Regions from separate parts of the Sus scrofa genome. Here region 1 is linked to region 2. The links are chromatin contacts, called in public promoter capture Hi-C maps. All regions are on one chromosome and are shown on one strand. The core of a region is the stretch at or near the end of the contact, and the rest is flanking DNA. Distances in the headings are between cores, read along the strand shown. Region 1 holds the start of TMED1 (transmembrane emp24 domain-containing protein 1). Region 2 holds the start of CDKN2D (cyclin-dependent kinase 4 inhibitor D).

Region 1 (5,480 bases), core at 2,645-5,144, 240 kb before region 2:
TATTCACTATCTTTGTTTTTTGGCCACACCTACAACACCTACAATCCAGGCCAGGGATCAAACTCTTATCACAACAGTAACCAGAGCCATAGCAGCAACAATGTTGGATCTTTAACCTGCTGAGCCACCAAGGAACTCATTAATTTTTTGTAATAACCTGTAATGGAAAACAACCTAAAAAAGAGTACAATATTTTATATATATTTATATATATATATATATGCATATATCACACTGAATCACATTGCTGTAAACCTGAAACCACTACAACACTGTAAATCAACTATACCTAAAAAAAAAAAAAAAAAAAAAAAAAGAGGAGTTCCCGTCATGGTACAGTGGAAACAAATTTGACTAGTATCCAAGAGGATGTGGGTTTGATCTCTGGCTTTGTGGAATGGGTCAGGGATCCGGCATTGCTGTGAGCTGTGGTGTAGGTTGCAGATGCAGCTTGGGTCCAGAGCGGCTGTGGCTGTGATGTAGGCTGACAGCCGTAGCTCCGATTGGACCCTTAGCCTGGGAATCTCCATATGCCTTAGGTCCAGACCTAAAATTAAAAAAAAAAAAAAATTGCATTCCTGGAAAACACGGTAAGGAAAGAGGGAACTGACAGGTCTCTGGGACACAAGATTACAATTGAGAACAGCAGATATGCCAAAAGCTGGGGTAAGAATATCTTTGGGTAATTAAGGCAGTGAAAAGCATTCACCTATGCTGGGGAATTTAGAAAGCAATGTGCATGCCCAGGGGAGGACAAATGCTCAGAAAAGACCTAAGAAGACCTAACTCTTTCATTTCTGGCTGATTTCTAGACTTGGCACAAACAGGAAGAGAAGGCTAAGGCAGAGCTGTAAATATCCAGGTGAAGTATTGAAGATTCACCTCAGCATAGATTGGTAAAGAGTAGGAGAGGTTTTTCATTGCTTTTCTTTCCATAATATAGAAATAACTCTTGGAAATCAATGACAGAACCCCAGTTTTCAAATGGACAAAAGACTTGGACATTCTTCCAAAGAAGGTATACAAATGGCCAACAAGTACATGAAAAGATGCTCATCATCATTGGGAAAATGGAAATCAAACCCATAGTAAAAGACTTGGACATTCTTCCAAAGAAGGTATACAAATGGCCAACAAGTACATGAAAAGATGCTCATCATCATTGGGAAAATGGAAATCAAACCCACTATGGATACAACTTCACACACATTAGGTTGGTTATACTAAAAATAAAATGGAAAATAACAAGGGTTGATGAGGATGTGGAGAACCTGGAATTTTGCACATGGTTGGCAGGATTGTAAAAAGGTGTAGTTTCTGTGGGAATGTTTGGCAGTTCCTCAAGAAGTTAAGCATGAAATTACCACATAATCTAGCAATTTCACTCCTATGTATATACCCTAAATAATTAAAGGCTTGTACTCAAACAAATACATGTGTTCCTAGCGGCACTATTCACAATAGCCAAAAGGTAAAAACAGGTGAATGGATAAAATTGTGGTGTATCCATACAATGGGATATTATTCAGCTATAAAAAGGAATGAAATACTGATACATTCTCTGATAATGAGCCTTAAAAACATTATGCTAAATGAAAGAAAACAGACACAAATTGTCACAAATCAAATTTATATGAAATATTTAGATTTGGTGATTCATAGAGGCAGACTGGCAGTTGCCAGAAGCTGGGGTGAGGGGGAATGAGAAATAACTGCTTAATGGGTACAGGGTTTCCTTTTGGGCTGATGAAAATGTCTTTTAAGTGGGTAGAAATGGTGGTTGCTCAGTATTGTGAATATATGAAATGCCCCTATGTTGTTCACTTAAAATGGTTAATTTAATGGGGAACTCCTGTTGTGGTGCAGAGGAAACCAATCTGACTAGTATCCATGGGGATCCCTCAGTGGGTCGGGGATCCATGAGCTGTGGTCTAGGTCAAAGACGTTGCTTAGATCCTGCATGGCTGTGGCTGTGGCATAGGCCAGCAGCTGCAGCTCCAATTCGACCCCTAGCCTGGTAACTTCCATATGCTGCACGTGCAGCCCTAAAAAAAAAAAGGTTAATTTAATATAATGGGAATTTCACCTCATTTTATTTCATTTTATTTTTTAAATTTTTTTGTCTTTTTGACATTTTTTGGGCCGCTCCGCGGCATTTGGAGGTTCCCAGGCTAGGGGTCGAATCGGAGCTGTAGCTGCCAGCCTACGCCAGAGCCACAGCAACGCGGGATCCAAGCTGCGTCTGCAACCTACACCACGGCTCACAGATCCTTAACACACTGAGCAAGGCCAGGGATGGAACCCACAACCTCATGGTTCCTAGTCAGATTAGGTAACCACTGAGCCACGATGTGAACTCCTCACCTCATTTTAAAAAGATGCTGGGAGTTCCTATTGTGGCTCAGTGGGTTAGGAACCCAACTAGTATCCACAAGGATGCGGGTTCAATCCCTGGCCTTACTCAGTGGGTTAAGGATCCAGATGCCGTGAGCTGTGGTTTAGGTCACAGACGTGGCTTGGATCCTGCATTGCTATGGCTCTGGCGTAGGCTGGCAGCAACAGCTCGGATTAGACCCCCAGCCTGGGAACCTCCTTATACCGTGGGTGCGGCCCTAAAAAGACAAAAAAAAAGTTATTACTCATTCTTCACAACTACTTCAAAGTGTCTGAGTAGTCTGAATGACAGAAACACTTGGAATGAAAAAGAGTATCAAACGTGACCACCAGTGAACTTTGACATTACAAAGTGCTCCTTCCCCAAGCTCTCCAAATGCAAGAAAGGGCTGACTACCACTAGCTGTACTCTAAGAGTAATTGTTACCACCTGCTAATCTCTCTCAGGCCTAACTTGATTCAAAATTTCCATGTAAACTTTTTTTTTTGGTCTTTTTGCCTTTTCTAGGGCCACTCCTGCGGCATATGGAGGTTCCCAGGCTAGGGGTCTAATTGGAGGTGCAGCCGCCGGCCCCAGAGCTACAGCAAAGCGGGATCTGAGCCGCGTCTGCGATCTATACCACAGCTCACGGCAACGCCGGATCCCTAACCCACTGAGCAAGGCCGAGGGATCGAACCCGCAACCTCATGGTTCCTAGTCAGATTCGTTAACCACTGCGCCACGATGGGAACTCCTCCATCTAAACATTTTGTGTTATGTTTAGATGGAAACACCAAATAAGTGTTCCTTTCCAATGACGTCTTTGCTAATCTGTCTGTTTTCCAGAGGGAGGTCGACTCCAAATTCTCTAAACCAGACTGAAAGACACAACGCCCAATGGAGGAAGAGAAACCCAGAATAAAACAGCTATTTACCGAAGGTCTATGATGTGGCAAGCACTAAATAAACATCATCTCACAACAGCCCAACGAAGTAGGACTAATATCACCCATTTTACGGATGAGGCAATTGAGGTCCAGTAGTGAAGCCCGTGGCGTGTCTTGAACTGAGCAACCTCTCAAGCCCACACTCTTCTTCCCGCTTCTTGCTAATGCTAAGCAACTGGGCTGTCGTTCCTCATACCCTGGGCTACTTCAATCACCGTTTACCTGCTGACCATCGAGTTTGAGACCCTTTGGGGTTTAGGGTGGGGACAGGCCTCTCTGACTCTGGGCAAGAAATGCAGTGCTCATTAGGCTCCTCATCTCACTTCTCATCACCTCCAATTTACAGAAGAGGAAACGGAAAAAATGACGGTCCTAAGATGCTAGGAAATGAGGAGGTCAGGCGTCGGACCAGCGACCACGATTACAGACGCAGAATAAGCCTGAACCACGTTTATATAAAAAGGTCTCCACCCGCCCTAGCTAAACCTTTTTATATGCTAGTCCTACGGGTCGCGTGGAGGGCCATGCCCCACCTCTATTTTTGACCAGCTACATCCACATTGAATCGCACAAGGGTCGTCGCGTGCGGGGTACTCTGGGAAAACAGCAAGGACCCAGCCGCCTCTACCATCGTTGTCTTAGATTTTGCCTGAGAAGAATATGCCATCATGGTACTTATTCTTTTAAACTTTCCCCCAACAGCGTTTGGGACCAGAAGTGGAGGCTTTTCAAAGATAGAGTGTGTAGGAAGTCCAGCGTTTTTAGGTTCATCAGGCATTTATTCGGTCAACTAGTCTCTCAGGGGGTCCTGCACTCCTAGCTCCGCGGCCTTCAGACAACGGAGTGAAGCGGCGGCCAATGAGTTCCGTCGAGTAGCAGAAGGGGCAGGGCTAACCCTTAAAGGAACCGCGACCTGTTAGCAAATCGGAGGGTGACCCAGATGATGGCGGCCAGCACGGCCCTAGCCTTGGCCCTATGGCTACTATTGCCTCCAGTGGAGGTAGGAGGGGCAGGGCCCCCACCGATCCAGGATGGCGAGTTTACATTCCTGCTTCCTGCGGGGCGGAAGCAATGTTTCTATCAGTCTGCGCCGGCCAACGCAAGCCTGGAGACTGAGTACCAGGTAGAGGGTGCCGGATCGGGGAGCCGGCGAAGACAGGGAGAGGGGGCGTGGCCAAACTGAGCCAGCGATGCATGCCTTGAAGAAGGAAGGAGGAGGAGCCCGTGCGTAAGAACGCGGGGTCTGAGTCAGGGAGAGCTAGGGGCGGGGGTAGTGCTTTGGAGAGGAAGGGGTGGATGTTTCGGACAAAGGCGGGGCTAGAAATGGGAGAGCGGGGAGGCGGGGCCATTGAAAGAGGGAGGCCTTCAGCGGGCAGGACTCTCGCGGGTGGGCGTGGCCTAAAGAGGTGTCAATTGAGGTGGAGGCGTGGCCATGATGTGGCACAAGAAAGGGAGTGGCCAACACGAGGATTTCCCGGGGAAAGGGTGAAGGCAAGGGCTTCAAGCAAGGCTCCATTATATTATTTGGGTTGTGGCCAAGCCGGACATAATCTGGTAAACGTTGATTAAGAACTGTGTATGCGGGCGTGACCAGATTTAGGAGCCCATCCCAAGGCCCCCCAAATCTATGGAGGCGGAGCCAAGGCAAGGGGCGTGGCCAAAAGGAGTGGAAGGGGCAGGACCACCGTGAGGGTGGTTTCCAAGCTCCGGTAGGCCCCTGGTGATGGTCTGCTTGGGTCGGTCCAGTCATGGCCTTCTGCCAGGTGCCCTTGGTCTACCCTTAGTCCTCCACCCGCTCTTACCTGCCCCCCAGGTGATCGCAGGTGCTGGGCTGGACGTGGATTTCACTCTGGAGAGCCCTCAGGGAGTGCTGCTGGTCAGCGAGTCCCGCAAGGCAGATGGTGTGCACACGTGAGTTACGTCCCGGTGGCTGCCCAGGTTCAGTTACAGTCCTGCCCCTCTCTGGCGGCCTCGGGTTACCACCCTGCCTGCCTCGAAAAGTCCAACTGGACAGCCAGTCCAGACCATGTCAGTGTGTCTTTCTGTCTGTCCAGGGTGGAGCCCACGGAGGCAGGGGACTACAAACTGTGCTTTGACAACTCCTTCAGCACAATCTCCGAGAAGCTCGTGTTCTTTGAACTCATCTTTGACAGCCTGCA
Region 2 (5,558 bases), core at 8-2,507:
GGATGCCAGCCATGTACCTGAAGTGCTGGGATAAGAGTAGGTAACACATATCCATTTCTCAGCCCCGGTCATTGCTCATCTAGGCCCTCTCTGTTGCCTCCGTCCACTTTGGTCCCCTGGCTCAGGGCTCCCCTCCCCGACGAGAGCCAGTTCCCCTCATCGCCGCCAGAGGGCACCTGTTAACTCCTAAATCAGATCGTGGGTCCTGTGCGCAGAACCCTCCCAGGGTTCCATTCTTTTTAAAAAGTAAAAGTCAAGTGCTTACCGCAGCCCACAAGACCAAAGTGCATTATCCCTCCCTCCCACTCTCTCCCTCTATACCTCACTCTTCCTGTACTTACTGGGCACTCTCTCACCTCAGGGCCTTCGCATCTGTAGCGCCTCCACCTGGCGTATTTTTCCCCAGAAATCCACATGGCTTTTTCCCTTAATTTTCAGGTCAAACCAAATGTTACCTCCTCAGGGTGGCCCTTTCTGACCTCTCAATTTCAAAGGCCTTCCTTTCCCAAAAAAGGAATTACTTAATGCCGTTTTATCAGTATACTCTGAAAATATTTAATTTTCGATTTATCCAGCCCTAAACGGTCGGCGTCCTGAAGCAGGAAGTACTCGGCTTGCTCTCCACTTCGGCACCTATTATACAGTAGGTGCTCAGTAAATGTTTGAAGGCCTCTATTGAGAGCCTCCGACCGCGACTTTTGCCTCGCTCCTCATCCACGTTGCAGCTGTAGCGTGAAATTTCCTCCACGCCCTTGAACTTGAATGCGATTCCTTCCTCATCCATTCCATTTCCACGTTGTTTTCTTCACGCTGCTTACCGCTAAATTTATGTGCTTGAATGTACGCTCCCCAACGCGAGGAAGGGTTCCTGCACAGAGTAAATTAATTAAATAAAGCGCTCAGCGTACAATAAGAGCTAATAAATACTTAATCTTGTAATTGAACGGGAGAATCCCGAACTGGGCGGCCCCAGCCCTGCTTTCCTTCCCCCGAAGGTGCCGAGGCCCTGGAGCAGCCCGCGCTACCCTACCCTGACCTTTAATCCCCCGGGTCAGTTAAACAGGCCCTCTTTCCCGCCCGCCCGGCGCGTTTGAAAAACTGAAAACCCCGCCATTGCCGGCGGTTCACCGGTCGCCGAAGCTCGCCCAATCAGCAACGGCTCCGCCCCCTCTGGAGCGCAAAGCCCCCCTGACGACGCGTGGCCATTGGCTGTGCTGGCCGCGAGGGCGGGACACTACAGGGTCGCGAGCCGGGCAATGCTGCTGGGCTACAACGTAGCAAGTTCATAAGAAAACAAATCCGCGGCGCTCGGGGGCGGGGCCCCGAGCGTGGTGGCTCCGCCCCCTGGCGGCCGGCTCGGCTACTGCGGCCGCGGAGTCGGTTCAGAACAGACCCCGCCCGTCGAGGAGGAGGGAGGGTGAGTTGGGGGAGACCCGGCCCCTAAGGGGCGGGCGCCGGCAGGCCCCTGTGGGCAGCGGAGGGTTGGGCCGGGCTCTCAACCCCTCGCTACCCACCGGCTGACAGGGGGAGGAGCCAGCTGGGAGGGCGGGGGTCGCGTCGGAGCCCCGGACTAGCGAGTGGGACCGGGATCCTAGCGCAGGCCGGGGACGCGACTGGAAGGCTGTTAGGGCCATCGCCGCTGGGCTCCCCCGCACTGACCGCACCGGGGTGGGGCGAGGGGCTTCGCAGGCCGCCAGTATCGATATGCTGCTAGAGGAGGTCTGCGCCGGCGACCGGCTGAGCGGAGCGGCGGCCCGGGGCGACGTGCAGGAGGTGCGCCGCCTTCTGCACCGCGAACTGGTGCACCCCGACGTCCTGAACCGCTTTGGCAAGACGGCGCTGCAGGTGAGGCCCGGCCGGCCCCGCAGCGAGGGCGAGGCGGGGAGTGGGCCGAGGACCGAGACCCCAGACCCCTTCCCTCTCGTCTCCTGTCCCCGGTGGCCAACTGGGGTCTGTTCCTTCATCTCTGGGCTGACTTTGCTCCCTGATGTCCCCTTTCTTAGGTGGGTGGTGGATGGGGTTAGGTTGGGGGAGGGGAAGGCTTTCCATCTTTGGAGAATTCCTTGTTCTCTGATTGCGGAGGATTCAGTTTCCCAGGAGAAGTTCTTATTCCTTGGGTAAGGGTTCAGCTTCTTTGAATCCCGGTTTCATGGGGACAGCTTCGGTTTCTTGGAGCTTCCATGGAGGATCCGATCTCTGGAAGGAGGGATTCATGTTTCCAGGGCGTCCCCATCATCTGGGGTGGGGGAGGTAGTTTCTCTGAGAGGTATCCAGCTTCGGGTGGGGGTGTCTCCCTGAGGTCTCCATTCCCTGGGGATTTTCATATTGGTATATTATGGGGGAGGATCCCAATAAGGGAGTACATGGGAATCCCTATTCCCTTGGCATTTACAAAATAGGAATCCCATTTTTTGAAGGGGTCAGGTACCTTGTGGAGCATCCCCATTATTTGGGAGGGGGACATTCCTTGGAGAAGGAGTTTCAAATTCCCTGGGCCTCTCCTTTCCCTTGATGGGGGTGTTCTCATCCTCTGCGGGTCTGTTTCCTGGTGGGGGTTTCATATTTCCTGATGATTTCCCATATGTGGAGAGAAGTGTCTCAGGTTCCTTGGGGGAGGGTCTTAGGTTCCTTGAAAGTTTCCTTGGGGGCTCTTCCCTAGGGGATGTATTATCCTGGGGGTGATCAGTTTTTTGAGGGTTCTTGTTCTCAGGAGATCTTGTTCTGCCTGGGAGCTTATATTCCCCCAAATTTCTCATTCTCTAGAGGACCTTGTCTCTGGCATTCTCTACTCCTGAATGACCCTTTTCTCCAGTCCCCCATTTTCCTGGGCCTCCTCCTTTGAGGACCCCCTGACCCTCTGCCCCCAACAGGTCATGATGTTTGGCAGCCCCACCATCGCCCAGGAGCTCCTGAAACAAGGTGCCAGCCCCAATGTCCAGGATGCTTCCGGCACCACTCCGGCCCACGATGCAGCCCGTACTGGATTCCTTGACACCCTGAAAGTGTTGGTAGAGCACGGCGCTGATGTCAATGCACCTGATGGCACCGGGGCACTCCCCATTCATCTGGCTGTGAGAGAGGGCCACACCTCTGTGGTCAGCTTCCTGGCTGCTGAATCTGATCTCCATCACAGGGACGCCAGGGGGCTTACACCCCTGGAGCTGGCAAGGGGGAGAGGTGCTCAGGATCTCATGGACATACTACAGCGGCACACAGTGGCACCACTGTGACCTGGGGCCACCCAGTCCAGCAACAGGACCCGGCTGGGTTCTGTGTCAGAAGAGAAGGGAAGAAACACTTTCTCCCTTAGCTCCTCCTGCCCACTGCCGAGGGGCACAAGTTTGTGGCTTGTTGGTGTTGATTTCTGGGGTGTGTGTGTTTGAGGTGCATTTCTCATTTTTTTTCCTCTCACCCCTTTTGGTGTATTGGGCAGAGAAGGGCTCCTGCAGGCAACAGCCACCTAAACGGTTCAGTTTCCTCCACCCCCCAGACTGCTGGGACTACAGACAAGTCCCAAGGGCAGAGCGTTTAAAGCCCTAGCTCCAGAGTGAGGTCATTCCTTCCAAGGCTCCTGGAACCTGTCGACCTTGGCCAGCTATACCCAGAGCTAGACCTCAAGTGTGCACACTGCTTTCGGGCATGGGGGAGGGGGGTGTTCCAAATCAGTAAAAGGGTAGTATGAGTTCATTCATATTTTGTTTAAAAGCTTGTTTTCCAGTCCCTTGTACAGCGTTAACACATTCTATTTATTAAGCTTTATGGAAAAAATTGTTGTGTGTGTAATTTAATGTTTTTACCCATTAAATTAAGACTTGTGCATGATCATAGCGCCAGTGGCTTCTGATTTTTGAGGCTGCGATGGAGAGTCGTGCATTCAGGATGTTTGTGGGGGTGGGCACCCAGGTCGCGGATCGTGGGTCCTTTGGCGGAGGGGCGAGAGTGGTAATTCCCAGGGCGCAAGGGGTGAGTGAGCTGGGTGGGGCAGCGGTTTGCGCTGTCGGAACGGAAGGGAGGCAGGAAACCGCGAGTGGAGAAAGGGCCCCCAGATGTCAGCTGGGTGCCGGGAGCCCTGGGGGTGGGGGAGTGGGGTGGGCGGTGGCCGTAGCCTTCCCTGCAGAGGCGTGGCCCATGGGTGGGGACTGCCGTCACAGGGCTTGGGATCCCGGAAGGGCCAGGGGCTGGGTTAAGTGCCGTCCACGAGGCTCCGCCCCATTTAAAGCTAGCTTGCTAGGGAGTAGCCCCGCCCCCTGGGGCGCCCTCCGTACGCTTGCGCAGTGTGCCCAGAGCCGCCATGCCGGAGCCGCGCGGGTCGTCGCCCCTGCGGGTGAACGCGGCGTTTGCTGCGCGGTACGGCCGCTACCGGGAGCGCGAGGAGCTGCAGCGGCGTGAGTGCGGGGCGCATGCGCGCGGGGCGCCGGCGCATGCCGGGCGGTCAGGAAGTGGGCTTGATCTGGTCCCCCAGGCTGACCTGAGGGCTCCTATCTGTGCCCCACAGTCAAAGATCGCTACGGAGACCAGGACGGCAGTGGCGACTCCAGCTCCGAGTCTGACTCCAGCGATGAGCGCGTGGTGAGCTTACCCGCTTCCGTCCTGAACTTGGGGAGGCTTCCAAGCACACCATCCTTGCCCGGCTTATAGGGAGCTGCTTACCCTCATCACCAGCGCGCCGAGGGGAGCTTTCAACTCCCGCCCTTCATTCCCTTGAGAGCCAGACAGCGTCCTCCCCATCCCCAGGGGGTGGCCAGATTCCCCCTACCTCCCCCTTCTCACCTCGGAGCTCCTGGCCCATCTTGATCTGTGAGGTGTAAACTGTCTGTCCACCTTTTTGTCCCTAACAGTCTAACCCTTTCTCAACGCCTGCCGCTCTCCCCAAAGTGGGGCATCCCTCTGCCACATGGGGCACCCACCTTTTCCCCATAGCAGCCCTGATCTTCCCAGTCTCCCTGAGTGGTCCAGCCCTTTCTCTCCATTCTTCCTGTGCCCTTTCTGCCCACCTAGCCCCGTGTCCTGAATCCCTTACTGATGCCAGGAAGTAACCTCTCCTTACCCACTACTTCCATTTCATATCCTGTACATATCCTATGTGTGGACCACCCCCAAGACGGCCCCTCTCCCTCCTCCACCCGTTTGCCCCCCTCTTCCACTCAGATCCAGACCTCCACCCCCCACCTGCCTCTCTAGCCAGATTCCCCTTCCTGCTTCTTAATATATGCCCCTCCCCCACCCTAATTCCCACACCCTCTCAGCCCACCTACCCCTGGTGCCCTCATCACCAGGTGCCTCCTTCTGAAATCTGTCTCCACCTCTTTTCCTGCCCTAGGAATTTGACCCCCAGCAGGAGCGAGACTTTTACAGGACTCTATCCTTGTTGAAGAAGAAGGATCCCCGGATTTACAAGAAAGATGCCACATTCTATCAGAGAACAGGTCTGGGACTGCTCGTTTTTTTGTTTTGTTTTGTTTTGTTTTTGTCTTTTGAGGGTGGGACCGGCAGCATATGGAACTTCCCAGGCTAAGGGTTGAATCAAAGATGTAGCTGCCAGCCTACACCACAGCCAC

Evidence for each region. Promoter capture Hi-C pulls out the DNA fragments that hold promoters and counts their contacts.
Region 1: a promoter capture Hi-C map of liver shows a contact between it and region 2, with 3 times the contacts expected there. The contact joins the promoter of TMED1 here to the promoter of CDKN2D in region 2. A contact is called at or near these places in 1 of 5 promoter capture datasets (liver) and 1 of 2 datasets of contacts at active chromatin or transcription factors (alveolar macrophages).

The regions. Positions count from the first base shown.
Region 1 is chr2:69,574,835-69,580,314 of Sscrofa11.1, reverse strand. TMED1 (transmembrane emp24 domain-containing protein 1) reads left to right here and starts at 3,894. Exons shown (of 4, transcript XM_003354060.4): 1 at 3,894-4,444; 2 at 5,135-5,232; 3 at 5,376-5,480. The coding sequence starts at 4,262.
Region 2 is chr2:69,335,697-69,341,254 of Sscrofa11.1, reverse strand. CDKN2D (cyclin-dependent kinase 4 inhibitor D) reads left to right here and starts at 1,257. Exons shown (of 3, transcript XM_005654859.2): 1 at 1,257-1,417; 2 at 1,690-1,845; 3 at 2,871-3,827. The coding sequence starts at 1,705. The coding sequence ends at 3,230. It overlaps KRI1 (protein KRI1 homolog), which reads left to right and starts at 4,151. Exons shown (of 19, transcript XM_013987437.2): 1 at 4,151-4,385; 2 at 4,496-4,569; 3 at 5,321-5,426. The coding sequence starts at 4,292.